Linked DNA regions of Sus scrofa: region 2 is linked to region 1. Evidence: chromatin contacts called from public Hi-C data. All regions are on one chromosome and are shown on one strand. Each heading gives the region's core, a stretch centred on a gene start, on an enhancer-like site or on the middle of the called end of the contact. The rest is flanking DNA. Distances are from core to core; before and after follow the strand shown. Region 1 holds the start of CD14 (CD14 molecule). Region 2 holds the start of DND1 (dead end protein homolog 1).

Region 1 (4,297 bases), core at 699-3,198:
CCTTGGTCTCAGGTTTCTCTGCCTCAGACCCAGGGAAGCTGGACGCCGACCGCCTCTGGCCACAAGGACGCCTAACGCATTGGTTTTTTGTTTTGGGGGGGTTTTTGTTTTTGTTTTTGTCTTTTCCAGAGCCGGACCCGCGGCATGTGGAGATTCCCAGGGTAGGGGTCTAATCGGAGCTGTAGCCGCCTGCCTACACCACAGCCACAGCAATGCGAGATACGAGCCGCCTCTGCTACCTATACCACAACTCACGGCAATGCTGGATCCTTAACCCACTGAGTGAGGCCAGGAATGGAACCCGCGTCCTCGGGTTCGTTAACCGCTGAGTCAGGACAGGAACGTCGCCTAACACATTCTAAAGGGAACATTCAAGACTACCTCTAGGAGTTCCCCTGGTGGCTCAGCGGAAACGAATCTGACTAGCATCCATGAAGACGCTATGGGTACCGCCCTAAAAAGACGAAAGACAAAAAAAAAAGAAAAGAAAAGAAAGAAAGAAAGAAAGAAAGAAAGAAAGAAAGAAAGAAAGAAAGAAAGGAAGGAAGAAAGACAGAAAACCTGAGCAAAGTAACAGTTACCTCACCCTTTTCCTGTTCACAATCACCTTCCCCTGTGCCGCTAACCAAATTATACCCTTTACCCATAAGTATCCCAAGACCCGAGCTTTCTGGAAGGCGAATCTGAGACTTGTTCTCCTTGCTCCTCACTTGGATGCCTCATGAATCAACTTTCTCTGCTGCAAATCTCAGCATCTCGTGTTTGGCTTACTGCCTGTTGGGCAAACAAACCTGGTTCAGTAACACTTCCCCACCCTCTGGGACACTTGGCGGTGTTTTTTGTTTTTTGTTTTTTGTTTTCCATGTGAGAATACAGGTGAGGTACTGGGAGTTCTGGTTGGCTCAGTGGGTTAAGGATCCAGTATTGTCACTGCTGTGGCTCGGGTCACTGCTGTGGGGACTTCCGCGGGCCTCGGGTAGAGCCAAAAACAAACAAAAAGATGAGTTACTAATTAATCCTCACTCAACACAGGTCTAGCTTTTCTTTGCTAGAATGTAGGAATTGTGCTCGGTAGGAGAAAGCTAGGTGCATGTGGGAAAATTATATTAGAAATATCTCATTTCTCAGTTTCAGGATGAGGATGTGGAAAATAAGAGATCGAGGACCTTGGCCAGTATGTCTCAGTTTTACATCTCCACTTTATTTATTCGTTTCTTTATTTATTTCTTTATTTTGCTTTTCAGGGCCGCATCTGAGGCATATGGAGGTTCCCAGGCTAGGGGTCAAATCAGAGCTACAGCTGCCGGACTGCACCACAGCCACAACAATGAAGGATCCAAGCCGTGTCTGCGACCTACACCACAGCTCACTGCAAAGCCGGATCCTTAACCCGCTCGCTGAGCAAAGCCAGGGATCGAACCTTCAACCTCATGGTTCCTAGTCGGATTCATTTCTGCTGTGCCACCACAGGAACTCCAACACCTCTACTTTTAAGAAAGCTGTTACTTTAAAAATTGTGCATCACTCTATTGTATACCTGTGACATATAACAGCATACATCAACTATACTTCAATTGAAAAAGAAAAAGAAAGCTATTCCTTTCTAAATAAACACAAAGACCTTGTCAGTCAAATAAGGAGAGGGGAGAAGTGGTTCTTCAGATCAACTTTATTCTCTCAGAACCTAATTCTAGCCTTAGAGTCGATACATGAAGTCCGCAATCTCTTCCACAAAATCGCCAGTTAAATATCTGAGGATTTTCAGGAAGTCGGACTTGGGCGACAGGAGGTTAATAGCAACCACCACGACGAGGGAAAAGTTAAGGAAACTCCCTGGGTTTGAGTCTCGAGGATACCGGCAGGGGACCAAGAGCCCTGGCCTGAGGCACTCGGGATCTTCCTTTCCCCATCCCGGACAAGCCCGGGGGCGCATGAGTCATCAGGGCACACTGCCTAGTGCCAAGGATTCTAGAGGCCTTGCAAGATCCTTCCGGTTAGGGCCCCACTCCTGCTGCGTCAGGCAGGCAACATCCCTCATTGCAAAATTTCGCAGAAGTGTAGCGAACGTGGGTGGTTGGGAGGAAGAGAGGTGGGAGGTGGCAGAGTTCAAAGAGTAGGGAACAGAGTGACACCCCCCGGATTACACAAACCCCCAAAGTCTGCCAAAGAGTGAGGACAGATAGCGTTTGTGGAGCCTGGAAGCCAGGGAGTGCCGCGGTTAAAGGAGCCACAGCCCTTTCGAGAGCCGGCGGGAGACGCAGAGGCTTTGAGGACCTTATCGACCATGGTGAGTGTGTGCACGAGGGCTGCTCGAGGAACCTCAGGACCCGCAGGAGCGAGCGGCGCTAACCTCCCCTCTCTTTCCAGGTGCGCTTGCCCTGCCCGTTGCTGCTGCTGCTGCCCCTGCTGCGTGTGTCTGCGGCCACCCCGGAGCCCTGCCAAATAGACGACGAAGACGTCCGCTGCGTCTGCAACTTCACGCATCCGCAGCCGGACTGGTCCAGCGCCCTGCAGTGCGTGGCTGCCGTCGAGGTGGAGATCCGCGGCGGCGGCCGGAGCCTGGAAGAGTTCCTTTTAAAGAGCGCCAGCGCCAACCCGAAGCAGTACGCGGACATGCTCAAGGCGCTGCGCTTGCGGCGACTCACGGTGGGCGCTGCGCGGGTTCCTGCTCAGATTCTGGCCCTGGTCCTGCATGCGCTCGGGTTCTCCCGCCTCAAGGAACTGACGCTCGAGGACCTGGAGGTAACCGGCCAGGTACCGCCGCCGCTTCAGGAAACGCCGGGACCTGCGCTCACCACCCTCAGACTCCGTAATGTGTCGTGGGCCACCGGAGGTGCCTGGCTCGGCGAACTGCAGCAGTGGCTCCAGCCAAGCCTCAAGGTACTGAAAGTGGCGCAAGCAAGCTCGCTTGCCTTTCCGTGCGCCCAGCTTCGCGCCTTCCCGGCTCTCACCACCCTGGACCTATCTGACAATCCCGGGCTGGGCGAGCGCGGGCTGACTGCAGCTCTCTGTCCGCGCAAGTTCCCGGCCCTCGAGGATCTGGCGCTGCGCAACGCGGGGATGGAGACACCCAGCGGCGTGTGCGCGGCGCTGGCGGGGGCGGGCGTGCAACCCCACCGCCTGGACCTCAGTCACAACTCGCTGCGCGCCACCGCCGCGGGCGCCCGGGAGTGTGTCTGGCCTGCCGCCCTGAGCTCTCTCAATTTGTCATTCGCTGAGCTGGAGCAAGTGCCTAAAGGACTGCCGCCCAAGCTCACCGTGCTTGATCTCAGCTGCAACAAGCTGAACAGAGCGCCGCGGCCAGAGGAGCTGCCCGCCGTGGATGACCTGACCCTGGAAGGGAATCCCTATATGGATCCTGAAGCCCTCCAGCACCAGGAAGACCCGATGGCCTCTGGCGTGGTCCCACCCTGTGCGCGTTCCGCCTTGACCATGGGGGTGTCGGGAACCCTGGCGCTGCTTCAGGGAGCCCGGGGCTTCGCCTAAGGCCCAAGGAAGGGGAATTACTGGCTCAGACTGCCGTGGCTCCGGGGGAGCCTCCTCAGGACAACTCAACCAACCACCCCTCTGCCCCACCTTCATTAAAATCTTGAACAACAGCTCGTGGTGTCATTCACTCAATAGATGTTACTGGGCCTTGCTGGATGGGGATCCATTCTATTTAAGCTTTCTTCATTCGAACTCCCTAAAATCCAAATATCTGCCCTACCTTGGAAGAGAACTGCAGGGGGAGTGCACAGGAGGGGCAGGGAAATGGTGGCCTGTCTAGGGAGTTTGGGGATGGGAACGGATGCAAGATGCTGTCATTAACAATCTGTCCCAGGGAGTTCCCGTCGTGGCGCAGTGGTTAACGAATCCGACTAGGAACAATGAGGTTGCGGGTTCGGTCCCTGCCCTTGCTCAGTGGGTTAACGATCCGGCGTTGCCGTGAGCTGTGGTGTAGATTGCAGACGCGGCTCGGATCCCGCGTTACTGTGGCTCTGGCGTAGGCCGGTGGCTACAGCTCCGATTCAGCCCCTAGCCTGGGAACCTCCATATGCCTCGGGAGCGGCCCAAGAAATAGCAGCAACAACAACAACAAAAAGACAAAAGAAAAAAAGAAAAAAAAAAAAAAAAAAAAAAAAAAAACAATCTGTCCCTGAACCAGAAATCTTGCGATTATGTTAGTATACTGCGTATAGCTTGTTCTTTGATTTGTGAATAGGGTAACATCCGAGACCCTTCACAGCTTCTTGGAGGCTTCGAAGGGCAATTAACAATATATGTATGTCCTCCAGAAGGAGTTCCCATCATGGTG
Region 2 (4,297 bases), core at 1,143-3,642, 38 kb before region 1:
GGTGGCCTCAAGCGCACCTCTGTTGCTGCTGCTCTTAAGTGGCTGATTCTAGTTCCTCCGGGGGAGTGCTCTGGCAGTCACCTTCCGCCGCCTCCCATCCTCTTCTCTAGAGTGAAAACCACTCGCGTTTTCCAGTGAGGTCACTGTTGCAGCAGGCATCTTATGTTTTAAGAACAATAAGAGGAGTTTTCCATAAAAAGATGCTGGCAGCAGCAGCAGCAGCAGCATTCTGTCTCCCCTCTACCCACACAACCCCCGATTTGTGCCTTGTGGCTGAAGTGTAAGAGTCACAGCCTCTTGACTGGACAAATAGCAAGTGGGAACTAGAACTGCCAGGGGGAACCGGCTTACCTGGGTGAGCTCAGAATGTCACTTTCTTGTGAATGCTCCTGTGGACCCATAAGGTTCTAGGTGGAGATAAGCTTGAAGTTACTATACATGAGCTACCTGTGCCCTGCATTGGGGGGGGGGGCAGGGGGGCATACCCACAACTCAAAGAAGTTCTCAGCCAGGGATCGAACCCATGCCACAGCAGCAATAACACCAACCCTTATCCCACTGAGCTACCAGGGAACTCCTGCCCTACATTATTTATTCTGGCAAGTCACACACAAGCCAGTCAGGTCATTTCTTTTTTGCTTTTTAGGGCCGCACCCGCAGCATATGGAGGTTCCCAGGCTAGGGGTCGAATGGAGCTACAGCTGCTGGTCTACACCCACAGCCACAGCAACACAGTAGCTGAGCCACATTTGCACCCTACACCACAGCTCACGGCAAGGCCAGATCCTTAACCCACTGAGCAAGGCCAGGGATCGAACCCTTGACTTCATGGTTCTTAGTCGGATTCGTTTCCGCTGCACCACAGCGGGAACACCCAGTCAGTTCATTTCTTATTCTTCTAAGAACTACTGTTTGCCCAGTTGCTAGATGAGAAGACTGGCTTGCTCTGGCAGAGTTGGGCCTGGGCTCAGAATCCTGACAAGAGCCTGCTCCGTTTGCCCACTGAAGGTCTTGAAAGGATAGCCCAGCTCCTTCTTAACTGCTTCTTTCCTAGGCGTTGGAGGAGAAGGTCCGGACCACAGAGACACAGGTGCTTGTGGCATCTGCACAGAAGAAGCTGCTGGAGGAGAGACTGAAGCTGGTCTCAGAGCTCTGGGATGCTGGCATCAAGGTAGAGGAGGCAAGCCCCAGAGTGGCAGCAGTCCAGGGCACACTGGGTACAAAGGAAATGAAAGCTTATCCATGGCGGTCCTGCCATTACTGTGACTACTCAGGGTGAAGGCCAGCTTGGGCCCCAAGGAGGTTGTCCCTGAGGACTGCAGGAGGCAGCTTTCATCTCGTTCCCCGGTCCCCTGCAGGCAGAGCTGCTCTACAAGAAGAACCCCAAGTTACTGAACCAGCTGCAGTACTGTGAGGAGGCGGGCATCCCACTGGTGGCCATCATCGGTGAGCAGGAACTCAAGGACGGGGTCGTCAAGCTGCGCTCAGTGACCAGCAGGGAAGAGGTAAGTCGCGGGCAGGGAGGCTGCAGGACCCGGGCCGTGTACCATTCGGGCAGGCCCAGGCCCAGGCCCAGGCCCATTCAAGACCGGAGCAAAAGCGCGGCATTCCTCTCAGCGCCCACTTGGAAAGGACCCAAGGGTTCAGTTGGCCCTGTGATCATGGGAGGGTAAACTCTCCCTCCCCACCTCTGCCCTCTGTCTCTCTGCCCCCCAAGAAGCACTGTCTCCCCTGAGGTGTTTGATTGGGTTCCCGCTCCCAGCTGAGCCAGGCCTGACGCTGGAGAGGGCGGGGGCCCTCAGCCAGCAGAGGATGCGCACACCACCTTGTCCCTCCGTCCCGGCCAGGTGGACGTCCGCAGGGAAGACCTCGTGGAGGAAATCAAAAGGAGAACGAGCCAGCCCTCTTGCACCTGCTGAGTAAAGCCAACCACCCGAGGAACGTGGGACTGGCACGACTTACAGCGAAAACAAAACTCTGCAAAAGTACTGAATTCAACAGCCTGGCACACTTCTGTTCCAGCAGGAAGACCCGAAGAGTGGTCAGAACGGAGACATTTTTATTACGATTATTTTATTGATAATCACAGGCACGAAGGGCCCGCTGCTACACCATTTTCCACATGAGGCCCTGGGGGCTTAGCCCTGCGTGTGCGCCTGAGGCCCGACCTGGTCTCCGCCGCCGCAGGGCCCACAGCCAGCCGCCTAAGGTCCAATAAAATGCCTCAACCACTGGAGCCGGCCTGTGTCACTGTTGCCTCGCCCCGCCTTCCCTGTCAGAGCCCGGGCCTCCCAGTGCGACCACTTCTGAGGTGGAAAACGGGGCGCGTCACTTAGAGAAGGCCCGGCGGGCTCGCCTCCGGCGTCCGCGCTGCGGCGGCCTCTCGATCCGTTTCCTAGGAGGTGGGGCCGCCCGGAGACCCACCCGCCGGGGTCTCCGGCTTCCACCTGCGAGTCGGAGGTTCCCGAGGCGCACGTGCGGCGGGTCCCCCCACCCCCTTGAGAGGCGGGGTCGTGCCCTGAGCCAATGAGCGCCTGGGGGGGTGGAGGCGTGGGGAAGCTTCCAGATAGGCCGACAGGGCGGAGGTTATAAAGGGGGCACGGGCGAGCCGGCGGGAGAGCCATGCAGTCCAAGCGGGAGTGTGAGGTAAGTGCTCGGCTGCCCGGGGCTCGCTGCGTCCGCGGCATCCCCCGCGAGGTGGGGCGGGCGCGGCGGTCCGCCCCTCCAACCTGCCCTTTCCCCCCCAGCTGTGGTGTGAGAGGGTGAATCCAGAGAACAAGGCGGCGCTGGAGGCGTGGGTCAGGGAGACGGGCATCCGCCTGGTGCAGGTGAACGGGCAGAGGAAGTACGGCGGGCCACCGCCAGGTATGCTAGTCCCGGCCCCCTCGCCTGCGGGGCCGCCTAAGGCAGCCTCGACGGCCCCGACCCGCGGCGCCTGGGGGAGGGGCTGGGCGCCACCGTCAGGAACCCCGAATTACCCGTTGCAGGCCCCGCCCCAAGCAGATGAACTTCTTGTCCGTGGGTCCCAAGCCGCCCGCCCCCTCGAGGAAGGAAGCCTGCCTTAAGGTGCCCTCCCCGCTGTTAGCTCAAGTCACCCACCTACTTAACACCAGCGGCCCGGTGGGGTTGTACCCATTTCACGGACGTGCACGACTTACCCCTCCCACGCCGGGTCCCTGAGCCGCGTCCTCAGAACCTTCCGGGGGGGTGACGGCGCCCCTCTCCACCCCTTTCCGCCAGGATGGGTGGGCAGCCCGCCGCCCGCCGGGTCGGAGGTGTTCATCGGGCGGCTGCCCCAGGACGTGTACGAGCACCAGCTGATCCCACTGTTCCAGCGCGTGGGCCGCCTCTACGAGTTTCGCCTGATGATGACCTTCAGCGGCCTGAACCGCGGCTTCGCTTACGCCCGCTACAGCTCGCGGCGCGGCGCCCAGGCCGCCATCGCCACGCTGCACAACCACCCGCTGCGGCCGTCCTGCCCGCTGCTCGTGTGCCGCAGCACCGAGAAGTGCGAGCTGAGCGTGGACGGGCTGCCGCCGGGCCTGAGCCGCCGCGCGCTGCTGCTCGCGCTGCAGCCGCTGGGGCCCGGCCTGCAGGAGGCGCTGCTGCTGCCCAGCCCCGGGCCGGCGCCCGCGCAGATCGCGCTGCTCAAGTTCAGCTCCCACCGCGCCGCAGCCATGGCCAAAAAGGCCCTGGTGGAAGGTAGGGGTGGAGACTGCGGGGGTCGCTGGTTGGGGCCAGACACGTTCTGCGGACATTCTACCTTTGCACTGGAGCATAGGTTGGCATCGCGGGTTCTAGTTGCCAGGCCTTCGGGTCAGGCCCACCCGAAGGGGCGACGGAAACTATTTGACCTCCCCCTGAATCTCCACTGATGCTGCCAACCACCGCTTAACTAAGCTGAACACAGAATGCTCTTCCTCTTTAGATATTTAAAACACTCGCTTGCCCAAGGCATTCCAGCTGAGCCTACCTCTTGCCCACCACCGAAGCTAAGCTATTTCCTCACACAGCTGTGAGAATTGATCGGCACTTAACACATTCTCTAGTTCTCGGCTAGTGTTCAAGGTAAAGGTTAGCTATTGTGATGGTTATGAGGTGTCAGAGCCTGCCTCGGCCAGTACTCCAGGGAAACTGAAGATAGTAGGTATTATGGTTCTTTTGTAAATAAGCACAATGAGTCCTAGAGAAGTTATTTAACTTGCCTGAGATCCAACCACCAGGACATGGGGCTGCTGGAAATTAAACAGGCCTGTGTGGCTCCAAAGGACTCACAGAGGTGCACGTGGGTGGGGGA

Evidence for each region. A called contact is a pair of places that touch in the nucleus more often than the background predicts.
Region 2: a Hi-C map of liver shows a contact between it and region 1, with 3 times the contacts expected there. The contact joins the promoter of DND1 here to the promoter of CD14 in region 1. A contact is called at or near these places in 2 of 47 Hi-C or Micro-C datasets (heart right ventricle and liver) and 1 of 2 datasets of contacts at active chromatin or transcription factors (alveolar macrophages).

The regions. Positions count from the first base shown.
Region 1 is chr2:142,347,337-142,351,633 of Sscrofa11.1, reverse strand. CD14 (CD14 molecule) reads left to right here and starts at 1,948. Exons shown (of 2, transcript NM_001097445.2): 1 at 1,948-2,287; 2 at 2,368-3,598. The coding sequence starts at 2,285. The coding sequence ends at 3,486.
Region 2 is chr2:142,385,502-142,389,798 of Sscrofa11.1, reverse strand. DND1 (dead end protein homolog 1) reads left to right here and starts at 2,392. Exons shown (of 4, transcript XM_003124043.4): 1 at 2,392-2,646; 2 at 2,748-2,865; 3 at 3,241-3,702. The coding sequence starts at 2,623. It overlaps HARS (histidine--tRNA ligase, cytoplasmic), which reads left to right. Exons shown (of 12, transcript XM_021084891.1): 10 at 1,055-1,171; 11 at 1,359-1,505; 12 at 1,848-2,236. The coding sequence ends at 1,919.